2 separate regions of the Mus musculus genome follow, and region 2 is linked to region 1. The links are chromatin contacts, called in public Hi-C maps. All regions are on one chromosome and are shown on one strand. Each heading gives the region's core, a stretch centred on a gene start, on an enhancer-like site or on the middle of the called end of the contact. The rest is flanking DNA. Distances are from core to core; before and after follow the strand shown. Region 1 has its middle 77 kb from the start of Icos. Region 2 has its middle 80 kb from the start of 9530026F06Rik.

Evidence for each region. A called contact is a pair of places that touch in the nucleus more often than the background predicts.
Region 2: a contact with region 1 is called in a Hi-C map of the N1E-115 cell line, with 7 times the contacts expected there. The contact joins two enhancer-like sites. A contact is called at or near these places in 29 of 484 Hi-C or Micro-C datasets (the HL-1 cell line, the N1E-115 cell line, the Patski cell line and 19 more) and 2 of 115 datasets of contacts at active chromatin or transcription factors (astrocytes and bone marrow-derived dendritic cells).

Annotation. Positions count from the first base shown.
Region 1 is chr1:61,052,448-61,058,308 of GRCm38.p6, reverse strand. No RefSeq gene overlaps it. Among named protein-coding and RNA genes, the nearest start is that of Icos, 77 kb to the right of the region's middle. Within about 2 kb of position 2,973, at least 20 of the 459 cell types and tissues checked have an H3K27ac peak or open chromatin away from gene starts, as enhancers often do. A contact at or near this core is called in the N1E-115 cell line, where this site is marked.
Region 2 is chr1:61,295,302-61,301,162 of GRCm38.p6, reverse strand. No RefSeq gene overlaps it. Among named protein-coding and RNA genes, the nearest start is that of 9530026F06Rik, 80 kb to the left of the region's middle. Within about 2 kb of position 2,967, at least 35 of the 459 cell types and tissues checked have an H3K27ac peak or open chromatin away from gene starts, as enhancers often do. A contact at or near this core is called in the N1E-115 cell line, where this site is marked.

The sequences.
Region 1 (5,861 bases), core at 1,724-4,223:
CATAACCCAATGTCAATGATTTGGGCAGCATTACCATGCTGCCCTGGCCACCAGTTTAACATATGAGATGTTCTATTATGAGAACAGCAGGACCTGAAAATATCTAGTTGATGAAAGTAACAGTCCTGAACCAAAACTGGGGTTGTGACCCTCTAGGTCTTCATTTCTCAATGGGAAAAGAAGAGGTGGATAGAAGGAATCTCACATGACCTGGCCACCACCTCTGAGCTGGTGCAAACTGATGCTAGCCTACCATTGCCTGGAGCCTGCCCAGAGTATCTGGTTCCATAAGATCTTGACTCTAGTCTTAAAATATAAATTTGGATTTCCTTTTCACACTGGATGTTCATCCTTCCAAAGGTCTTCTGCAGCAACTGTAATGAATGTGGCCCTCAAGCCCTTCCAGGGTCTTTACATTGATACAACAATTGATCCATCACATCTATAACTCACCCGTGAATTTTAGCAGAGTAGGCATAGCATTTGGTGATTATTGGTATGACCCCTTTCACAGGAAACACCTGCCAAGATGAGTCTCAGCCCTGCTGCTCTAAATATGAAGCACTTTCATATGTGCCCCTCTACAGAGAGAGAAACAAGCCAACCTCCAACAGCCCTGAAGTCTGTAGCTTCCTCTTCTCCTTGTCTCTTTTATCAGCCATCCACCATCTTCCCTAGAGAACGCACTTCATATTTTTTTCCCCTGGAGAGAAAGAACCAAGAAAATACCGCTAGTATGTGCCCCTTAACCAAACCCACCACATTTGATTTTTCTCTTCAGATTCAGACTTTAGAGTCTGTTTCTTTTAATTTTCAATTAAAATCAGAAATACATTCATGTAGATTTTCTTATCTAGAAAATATCCAGTGATAGAAGGTGGACCAGAATGTACTGGATGGCTTTGGTGCTCTGACTCACTCAGACCCAGCACTAGAGAATTACATCCCAGGGATCCTAACTCCTTCAGGTCAGTTGCTTCAGTATTCTAGTCTGATACTAGACTAGACTAGAGTAGACTAGACTAGACTAGACTAGACTAGACTAGACAAATACTAGACAAAGACTAGACTAGTAACCCCAGGAGACCCCACACTGTGGACTGCCAGTCCATGTTCTCCTCACTCTCCTATGCAATCACCATTAGCTAAGATTCCCTCATTCTGTAACACTTCATCTTACACAGTATACATAGTCTCCTGTCTTGAAGTGATGCAGAATCAAGCTCCCTACAAAGTATGTTTCTTAAACAACAATCTTTCCCTAGAGCTATTAGAGAAAGCAAAGCCCCGATGACACCTTCTTCCCTCTGGAGCTGCAAGAATAAACTGTTGTTTTAGGCTACCACACCTGTGGTAATTTATCGTAGCCACCCTATGAAATTAACTCAGTTTATCAAGGAGATTAAGTACAGGCAGACAAGTCAAAGACGCTGAGCACCTTCTCCTGGAATAGGAAGACAGAGGAGCTGACATCAAGGTTCCTTCAGTGTGGGAAGTCATTGCAAAGCTGTGTTCTTCTAATGCACATGAATGTCAGTGTTGGTGTGCAGGGCAGATGATGGTGGTAACATTACCATGGTGACTATGTTTGTTATTAAGATAATCAGAAAAGGAACAGGAGGGAACAAAAGAAGGAAGGGGATTGTAAAGAAGAGAATGGTTTTAGAACTAACCAGTACCCCCAGAGCTCGTGTCTCTAGCTGCATATATAGCAGAAAATGGCCTAGTCAGCCATCATTGGGAAGAGAGGCCCCTTGGTCTTGCAAACTTGATATATGCCCCAGTACAGGGGAACGCCAGGGCCAAGAAGTGGGAGTGGGCGGGTAGGGGAGTGGCAGGGGAGGGTATGAGGGACTTTTGGGATAGCATTTGAAATGTAAATAAAGAAAATATCTAATCAAAAAATATTTTTTAAAATCCTCACAATATAAAAAGAGAGAGAGAGAGAGAAGAATTCCTATGACTTTGTATCTCTGATCTGAGTCAAAGTCAACGGAGAATAGAACAGTCACATCTGCCTCTGCTACATAAAACAATAGTAGGCAACTTGATGACTATTTATGGCTAATTACTTTCTTGGCACATAATAATAATTAAGTGTTTCTATCAATGTTAGGTGTAAGTTACTGTTAAATTTATTTGACCAAAGATTTAAACTCTATATAAACAGCCTATAAACAAGGACTTCCACAACACAGCCATTAGCTCACAGTCTAAAAGAGACACACAAAAGCTGTCTGCAGCATTGCTCTCTGCCATTTAAATAAGCATCGAAAAATTGCATGATATGTATGTTACTCACGAACTGTAAAATGTAGACAGGATTTGAAAATAAGAGTTAGGAGAAATTAAGCACATTCCAAACCAAAGCAAGCATTTAAAGAAGGCATCAAGTCCACAGTGATGCTGTGTGGCCCTCTCTATGTAATATTCCTGGCCCCAAATAAAAGTGGCACGTGTTCAACAGAGGAACGTTAAGCTTTCTTTGGCAATACCCCTGACTTGACTGGGCTTTAAAAAAAAAACAAAAAAACAAACAAAAAAAAAAAACAAAAACAAAAAAAAAAACTATTTGTAGGTAATGCGTGCTCTCTGGTTTATATACCATTTCTACCTGCAAAATAAGATCCCTTTTCATGCTCAAACCAAAACATGAGAGAAATATCCTGTTAGTGGATGTCCTGTGTAATTATTGGGACTCAACTGAATGTGGCCATTTCTATTTTGAAACCATGAACACAGTCTCCCAGTTTTCTTCCCCATGAATCACTGGATTTTTGTTGTTGTTGTTTAATGACCAGTCTGGGTTTAAACAAAATGGAATTTGTTCTCAGAGATATTTGAAACTAAAATAGGAAGTCGTCGTTATTGGTTTATTGGTTTATAACCAGATTCTTTCCTGTCGAGAATTGTTTTAAACACGTAGCAGGGAAACGCGGGTCCAAGATGGGGCGTTGGTGCCCTCTGGAGGAAGAAAGGGCAAGGTGGAGGAAAGGGAAAGTTGAATGAAGCAGACAGAAGCCAGGAGAATCCTCACATGAGTTCCGAGTCACATAAATCCCATCTATCTCTAAGGACAATTCAGTTCTCCCTGGGAGGTAGCCAAGAAGCTTTCTGCATTTTTTTTCCAGCACAAATACACATATTGTAATATTTATAAGTACAGGGTGCCTTGCTCCCACTCTTTATGTACTGTGTGTTTCCCAAGGTAATGCCATCTCCGGCAACAGTGTCTCACTGTGTTGTCATGGCTCTCAATTAAGAGTGATATTAGACAATGAAGTCCACACTGTCTCTCTGCCACTGTGTTTGCTATCCAATCATATTGGCCGTACCTGAGCACCACAAGCCTCGAAGAGCTCCACCCAGCTCACTCAGGTCCTCCACTTCTTTTTACTGTGCCTTCTTCTAACTAAGCACATTTGATAATTTCACTTCTTTTTTTCTCGTTACTCACTTCTGCCAAATATCTAATCACTTGTCTTACACTTCGTTGAACTCAATCCAGGTTTCTGCCTAATTCTGATTCCAAGATTATGAACTTAGAGTCTTTTTTTTTTTAATGTAAAAGAACTAGAATTGCCCTAAAACACCCGTATCAGTGGTTGTGATTCAGTGAGGTTGTGGTCTCCATGCTCAGACCAGTACCTATGAAATGACTACAGTCAGTAGACATTCGTCACTTGTTAGCAATCGTTTCCTCTCTGGCTCTTGCAAGCATCTTAACAGGTGAAACAGAGGACTATGCTTGCGTCTGCACAGGCAAGTTCACTGTGTACGTAAACCCTACAGAGGCAGGATGCCAGGCAAGGTCAAACATGCAGACTGCACATTTCCCCCAGTTACCACCATTCAAGTTCACCATCCTGGCAGGACCTGTCTCAGTATGGGCCCAAGGGTTCCGCTGCTAAGAACACTCTGCAAACTCTCTACCCTCTTCCGTAAGGGGCAAAGAGAGACAGCTCTTCCAAGAGTGCAACTGCCCTTCCCACTGATTCTGTTAATGAACCCTGGAGAATCGCATGTTAGCCAGTGTGTGCTATTGGCTATTTTGTTGGCGCTCAATTCTGGATTCTCAAAGAAGAAAGAACAGGGCAATCGGCCCCCACCCTGAAGCCGCCTTAAATCTTTTAGTGGTTGTGATTCACTGGGTTTGAATGCAGCACAAAATGAACTTCCGCCATATTGTTACTTATGACAGCATCATCGCCCACAGAGTTGACTGCTTGAATGATTAGAAAAGATCCCATTTTTCTTGCTAACAAATAAGATCCATATTTTTAGGTGTGACCTCTCCTTTCCCAGTATATTTTAGACTGTTGCCTGTATGACTTATCCTGAGGGTTGTATAAATGCATATCAGATCAGGATATTGTAAAAAGGATACTCAGGGCTGCTTTTGCTTTGTATCAGAGGTATTTGGGGCAGCTAGCCAAAAAGGGCAGAACAGCCACCTTCCAGAATATTCCCAGTGTCCAACTGCCCATCTGTTTCTCATAAAACCCACAAAAGCAAGAAGGTTCTTCTTTTGCCTCAGGTGGCAAATTAGATTACACAGGCATCCTTGGGGTTGAGAATACAGCCAAGTGTAAATGAAATTTTAACTTACACAGGACGTGCATGGATAAGAATGTGGCAGGGGGTTAGGGCCTGTTTTCTTTTTAAAAGGATCTATTGTTATTGTTTAATCATTTCTCTGGTTCAAGCACATAAATTCAAAGGATCCAAGATCTGACTTTCACCCTGCAGAGTTTTCCCTATCACCATGGAATTTCCGTAATATAGCCTCCTCATCACTAAAAAAGAAAAAAAAAAACAGTGATTCCATGTGCTCAGTCCATGGAAGTGTTTTCTGAGATAAGCCTTGTCTGCCTTAATTCTGGATAGCCACAAAATAAAGTAGGATATATTGAATCATTTAGATACCATCAATCAGAAAGATTAACCAAGGCTATCTAGTCCTTTTCTAATATTTTAAAAGCTGAGTTCCAAGTAGACTGTTCAGTCTACAGCCACAGACTGCAAAATATGAACTGAATATGAAAACATTTTAACTTTCATGTTTTAATGATAAGAATGTTGTTGGCATTAATATTTGAACATTTCCATGTACCTAGTTCTGAAAGCTATGTCATTGCAGGCTCAGAATCCACTGGCAGACTATAAATAAAATCTTTCTATAAATACACTTTATGCCAAACTACCAGCAGAATTCATTTTTCATCTTTTAAACAGATGGTATAAGAGGAAAATCATGCATGTATATGATTAATCAAATGTGCTTTTGCTGTTCGAATTTTCATTACCACTACCAGCGTGAGTTTTGAGAAATTTCTGCATTTCATATTTTCTTTTGAGAATCTTTTTATTTAAGGAAACCATTAATATAAATGAAGACAGAAAGATGAACCCATTATTAGGTCTATACCTTCTTGTTACCCCAACCCCACTTTAAGTCCTCACTGTTTGTTTGCTTTTTCTTCTTTCAGAATTTCTATTCTTCAAAGAATGTTGTCTTTGACAGACTTTCTTAATGTGACTTTAACATTCTTGATAACGCTGATGTGTGTATAAGCCACTGGGAAAAAAAATAAGGACACCTTTTGGGTAAATTACAATGAAGAATGCCAGGATACTAAAATATGATACCATGACATAACGTACCAGCTGCTATTCTGAACTATGTAGTGGCCACAAGGATGAAAGTGCCACACTAGGATGGTGTATAGCACGTAGTCCCCCAAGTCACCAAGGAGCTACCATCCCAGTTCCTTCCTGTCTCCTGCAAAGCTTTTCTCGGGTAAGGAAGAAATAAGGATCTATAATATCTAGCATATTGGTCAGGATCTATAATATGTAGC
Region 2 (5,861 bases), core at 1,718-4,217, 240 kb before region 1:
TTAGAACAGTGGTGGGGGCGGGCAGGGGAGAAGGATTGTAAAATTCCCGGCTGGGTAATTAGAGTCAGCAGGGAGGCAATGGCAGGCCTCTTTTTTTCTCTCCTGGTGGTTTTAAAAGATTGGCTAGGGTGAGGGGTGGGGAGGGAGGGGGGGGACTGGTGGATTAGGGGGTGCTTTTTTTCTAGGGTGAGGCCATGGGTGCCTGTCATCATTCGTAAGGGAAAATGGTCATCCATTTGCACCTCATTTCTGAGTGAAGCTGAGGAGACAGACTCATTGTGACTGAGATCTGGTTAGAGCACCGAGAAGCCAGTGAGGTGGTTAGTTGCCCTGAGTGTGCTTAGCTAAAAGCAAATGAGCAGGCAACCTGACAGTCTGTTAGGTGGATAGAGGCAGATTCATGTTGCCTGTGCATTGGGCAAGGGATCGGAGCAAGGCTGTGGAGGTGTGAAAGGATATAGCAGCATTGTTTTCTGGAACAACTACCTTGGGCTTTCCAGAGTGTCTTTCACAAAGTCAATAAGGTCAATAAGGGTTACACAACAAATTGGCTCAGCTCGTATGTCAAACTGTAATGGTAGGCTGGGAAGATGACTCAGTCAGTAAAGCGCTTGCAAGATGGTGCTATTGTCTAGCCCAAGTATCTCTGGCTTTCCAGGATGACATGCTGACTTTCTTCAAGTTCAACGGCAGTGATTTAGGCAAAATAGACACAAAACAGCTGTCTCTGGCTGCCGCGCTTCTCTTTCATGCCGGTGCTGTCAAATACAAAAGCTTACCCAACCAAAAGAGAATGTAGACGTTTAGTAACTGAAGAGTAATCTATACGCAATGAAATCCGCTCATCTGAAGTGTGTAATCGATGGATTTTGACAAATACGTGCCTTTGAGGACCCACATTCAATCCTTAAAACCCACTTTAAAAAAATATTTTTTTTAAATAAAGCCCGCCACGGCTAGTAACCGTTACAAGCTTGCACTTGTAACCCCAGTGCAGGAGAGGCATCGAAAGAAGGATTTCTGGGGCTCACTAGCCAGCCTGCTTAGCCTACTTGGAAAATTGCAGGCCATCGAAAGCCCTCATCCCCTCCCTCTGTCCAAAAGGGTAGATAACACGTGAGGAGCAACATTTGACATTGTTCTCTGATTTCCACCATGTGTACCCCACACGTATGCATACGTAAACACATGAACAAGGGCACTTGCACACATAAACATGAAGACATGTTGCTGCCCTGCTTGACTGAACCTGACTTTAACAGGTCTGCCATGTTCTTTGGGCTTCATACATGAACAAGACAGAAACCCAGCAGCAGCACTTTTGGAATCTGAGGGGATGTGCACCTTGGAGAAGCCAGGTGGCTGCTTTGTTATCCCGTGCTGGCTGGCTCAATGTAGGTCATCATTCAAACTTTATTATTATTAAGAAAGAAAGAAAGAAAGAAAGAAAGAAAGAAACCATTTTAAGCATCAGTTTTGAAGCCAGAGCTTCGTTTTCATGAACACCTGAAACCAAACAGACTGTGCATGTGGTCTGTGCTGTTCCGTTTCCCCTGTTTCCTTTGTTTAAAGTCTTGACCTTAACTTTGCTATTATGCATTTTGGGATTTCTGGAGCCCAACTTTACCCAGAGGGAAAACAAGGAAACAAATAAGCTTAAAAATATGTTTTCTGACCTAACCCTACATCCCAAGGTCACTACTGAAACACATCATATTGAAAATCTGCAAGGTCTTAGGGCCAACCCCATGGGAAAATCAGAAAAACTAGAAGCTGTGAAGGACACAGATCTGCTGAATATATTAAGCTTGTGTGTGTGTGTGTGTGTGTGTGTGTGTGTGTGTTTCTAGTCCTCTAAGGTAAATTTATACCATCCATACAGATGCACTCTTTTCTATTTATTATTCCCAATTGGGCAATGGAGGTTAATGTCGTGCAAAGGAGAAAAAAAATCAAGAGTTTGACAGCACTCCCTCAATTTTATTTTAAAGCAACACAAAGAAAATGAAAGCTTGTTCTTTGGGGCCAGCATTTCTCCCTCCCCAATTCCACCCAGACTGGATCATCTTAAATCTGATTTGGGATTTGAGCGTTATTTGGATTAGCTCATTAGTGGAGCACCATTCTGACAAGCCACTAATCTGAGGCACTGGTGCACGGCACCATGACAGTATTATGCCGAAAATGAGAAATCTAATGAGATTAGACAGGTCCTTGTGCAAATGGTCTGACGGTACTTTGTATGGCAGTCCATGAGCTTGGGAATGCAGGAACGTGGGCAGATTGAGGCATCAGACTCCCTTGATCTATGACAGGGCCGCTCTAGAGCCCACAGGTGAAATCTATTGAAAGTCAGCAGTGATGCACCATTTCTGAGCAAGGTCCGGGAACTTCAAGCAATGATCCAGATTAAAAAGTGATAAATACACACAGGGATGACAGTGGGGATGGAGGTATTAGCTACTGGAGAGTTTTTGGGGTGAGATTCTGATATGTTCTGGTGTCTGTGGAGCAGAAATAGGCACAAACAGAAGCAGCCACAGGGCAAGAATAACTGGAGGCTGGAACCAGCCACTGATGCATTCCAAAGTTGCTTACCCAGTACCAGCAAGAAAACCCCATCACTGTCTTCCCTGCTGTTAGAGTGATTTTCTCTCCTTCCTTCACTTGCAATTTTAGTCATTTTTAAGCTAAACAGAACATGCTGGCTCCCTTTTGCTTAGAAGGGGCCTGTTGCTGAGATCAGAAAATGCTAGACTACAATAATGCATGATTTATAACGTCCAGATGTGGCTAAGGGGCAGCAGACAGCACACAGTGGACGGGGACTTGGTGCCTCCCCCATCTCTTTCCCTCCTTGTTCTCTCAAAGAGGAAAACAGAAGTTTCCATGGCATTTTCTTGCCTGTAAGTGGAAAATCAAGCTATTAACAGAGGCCTGGAGTTGTCCCCCTGGGAGATAGCTTTTTTCATATTGTGCTACTCTGCCACCTAATGGTGACTTTTAGTATTCTGTGAAAGGCCTGCCTGTTAGTAGATGCTCCTTAGTTAAAAAAATCTTCCTTGCGCCAAATGGAAAAGTCAGTGTCAGGCATTCTGTCAAAGGTCGTCAAAATGAACAGGCATGAAGCATAAGAAAATACACCTTTCTTTCATGTTAGTAACATGCCAAGCCAGTAACAGGCGTCTTTCATATTTTTTCCCACCAGACAATGAATGGTTGTTCAGTGACTGGTTGTTTAGATATGGAAGTCTAGATATATTTAGTTTAGATATAAAAAATTTACTGTTAAACTGTGTATGAATGAATTCAAGACAGAACTGGGTTCTATTCAGTTTTTTCACTTTACCAAGAGTGTCCAGGGACTTGGAGTTGATGGTCTTTCTGAAACTAGAGCATGAGGCATTTAGTTTTCTCTCTGTCTGAGGAGTCTTCGCCAAGAGTAGAAGAGGGCCTGGACTGGTATTAAATAAACACCAAGGATTCTAGTCCCAAGATGAGGTAAAGGGAAGAACACAAACAGCTTCCTGCTGTCACAGAATCTTAAGAATTTCTAAAGCAGATGGAAGGATGGTGGAGAGCAGGTGGGGGAAGGGAAACCTGTACCTGAGCAGGGCGTTGTCCCAAACATTTTAACCTTCACAGGCAGAACAAAGGGATGTTCAAAATAGTCTCCTGAGTACAAAGATCTAAAAAAGCTGGGTTCTCAGAATCTCTGGGAGATGACTGAGAATAGGGTGTATCAATAGAACAACCGAGGAGAGAGAGAGAGAGAGAGAGAGAGAGAGAGAGAGAGAGAGAGAGAGATGGCGGTGGGGTGGAGAGCGAGAACAGTTCACCCAATAATCAGGTCTGTGAGTAGCAATGAATAAGAGGTTTTCAAGCCTTTCTACAGTATCCATTACGATTTTTATTATTTTATTTTGCCTTTTCTTCTCAAGATTCCCGAAAAGCCTTTGCCATGCAGCTGTAACCAAGCAGTCATCTATTATTTCACTTAAACACACACCAAAAGAGGTGATGTTGATTAATCAAAGTAGAAGCAGCAGACACGCTTTGGAAACAAAAACCTCAGTGCTTCAAAGGCAATGCCCATTGGCCATCAGGAGCTCTGTTGCCAGGGAGATGGTTACCAAGCATAGGTGCCCCCAGAGCAGCTGCATTTATGGAGGTGTGGCCCTGGACAGCTTATTGGTACTCTCTGGATGGATGTCACGAGTGAAGGCTTTTCAAATATTTAATTTTTCCCGTGTGTGTTGGCAAGAAGGGACTGGGCTATGTGACTGCTTTTCAAAGACAAGATTAAAGAAAGAGGAGGAGAGGCATTGGAAGAACCAGAGAATGTGATCAAATAGACTGAAAACAGAATGCGAAGAGAGAGGGAGAGACTCGGTCAGTGGCAGAAACCCAGAGATAGTACAGCCCCGTAGACCCGAACTACAGTCTGAGTTGGTCACAGGGCAGACACCTGGGTACAGGGAAGCCAGTGTGGTGTGACTCTTCTGAACAGTATTTTCTAGAGGGATGCCTCTCTGTGAGTGCCTCCGTAATTATCCACTCCATGCTAACCCACATAAGATCTCATGTCAATGATAGCTGACTTCAAAATAAGACACGGAACTGCAAGTGCTAATGTCTTTTTGGCAGAAATAGGGTCAGAATGTGTGTGTGTGTGTGTGTGTGTGTGTGAGAGAGAGAGAGAGAGAGAGAGAGAGAGAGAGAGAGAGAGGGCTTATTTCAAACTCCTTTCTACTTCCAAATTTATTCTTCTAGGGTCTCTCATAGAAGTCACTAGAAATCCTTTCTCCATGTGGCTAATATTTCCCAGCACTAGCTTCGTCTGAGAAAATATTTTTGGATGAAGTGTGTGCACAGGTGTATCTGCAGACTCAGGTCTGCCTTTAGTGATGCTGAGCGTGTCCAGAAGAAAAGGAAGTAGGTGCAAATAACAACAACAACAACTAACAAATGATGATGATGATGATGATAATAGAAAAACATTTCTTTTAGTCTGAGAAGGGTAGGTGTCAAACACGAGAATCACCAAAACTAGAACACTGGACTGTCTGGATGGATTTCAGATGACCTAAAATGGAAAGCCTACTGGTCTGGCATTTGGAAAATGTAAGGATGAAATATGACTGAGTTGGAATTAAGCAGTGTCTGGATGTGAGTGTGGTCAGAGGGGTCACTCCAGGGGCCATCTGATGGAAGCCGGGATTTGGACTGACAAGTGAACAGAGTGTTTCTGAGAATGACTCCCTGTTGTGTGTGTGTGTGTATGTGTGTGTGTGTGTGTGTGTGTGTGTGTGTGTGTGTGTGTGTGTGAGTGCGCACGAGTGCCTGCTCACTTGGGAGCTTGAGGTTGGGCATAGGATGAAGCAGACTGGAAGGTGATAGGTCCTGAGAGAAGAAAGCATTGGCTGATGAATCTAGATTTCCTCAGCACTTTGTCTGGGGCCAATCAGGGTTAATATGTACTACATAATTTATATGAAATTTCTCATCCTTAATGAAGGAAGAAAAAACAGAATTATAACATAGTTGCATTTTTGCTATTAATTCATGAGAAAAAAAAATCTCATGGAGGCATGTTGAAGCAAATGCAGTGGGCGGCAATATCATCTAGAACATCTAGGGTTCTTTACTCTCAGTCAAAAGACAGAGGTGGGTGGGGGTGGGAGTGAGGCCCTCCAGGACAGGGTATGATAGGTTTTGCATGTGTTGTCAGGCTGCAGCTGTGGCTGGCTGACATGAGAGCGCCAGGCCACATGGCCCCATTAGGAAAAGGTGAGGCTGTGAATTACTTTTACAGCCTGGAAATGACACATCTCATTCATCCAGAGAGTTATTTAGGTTTG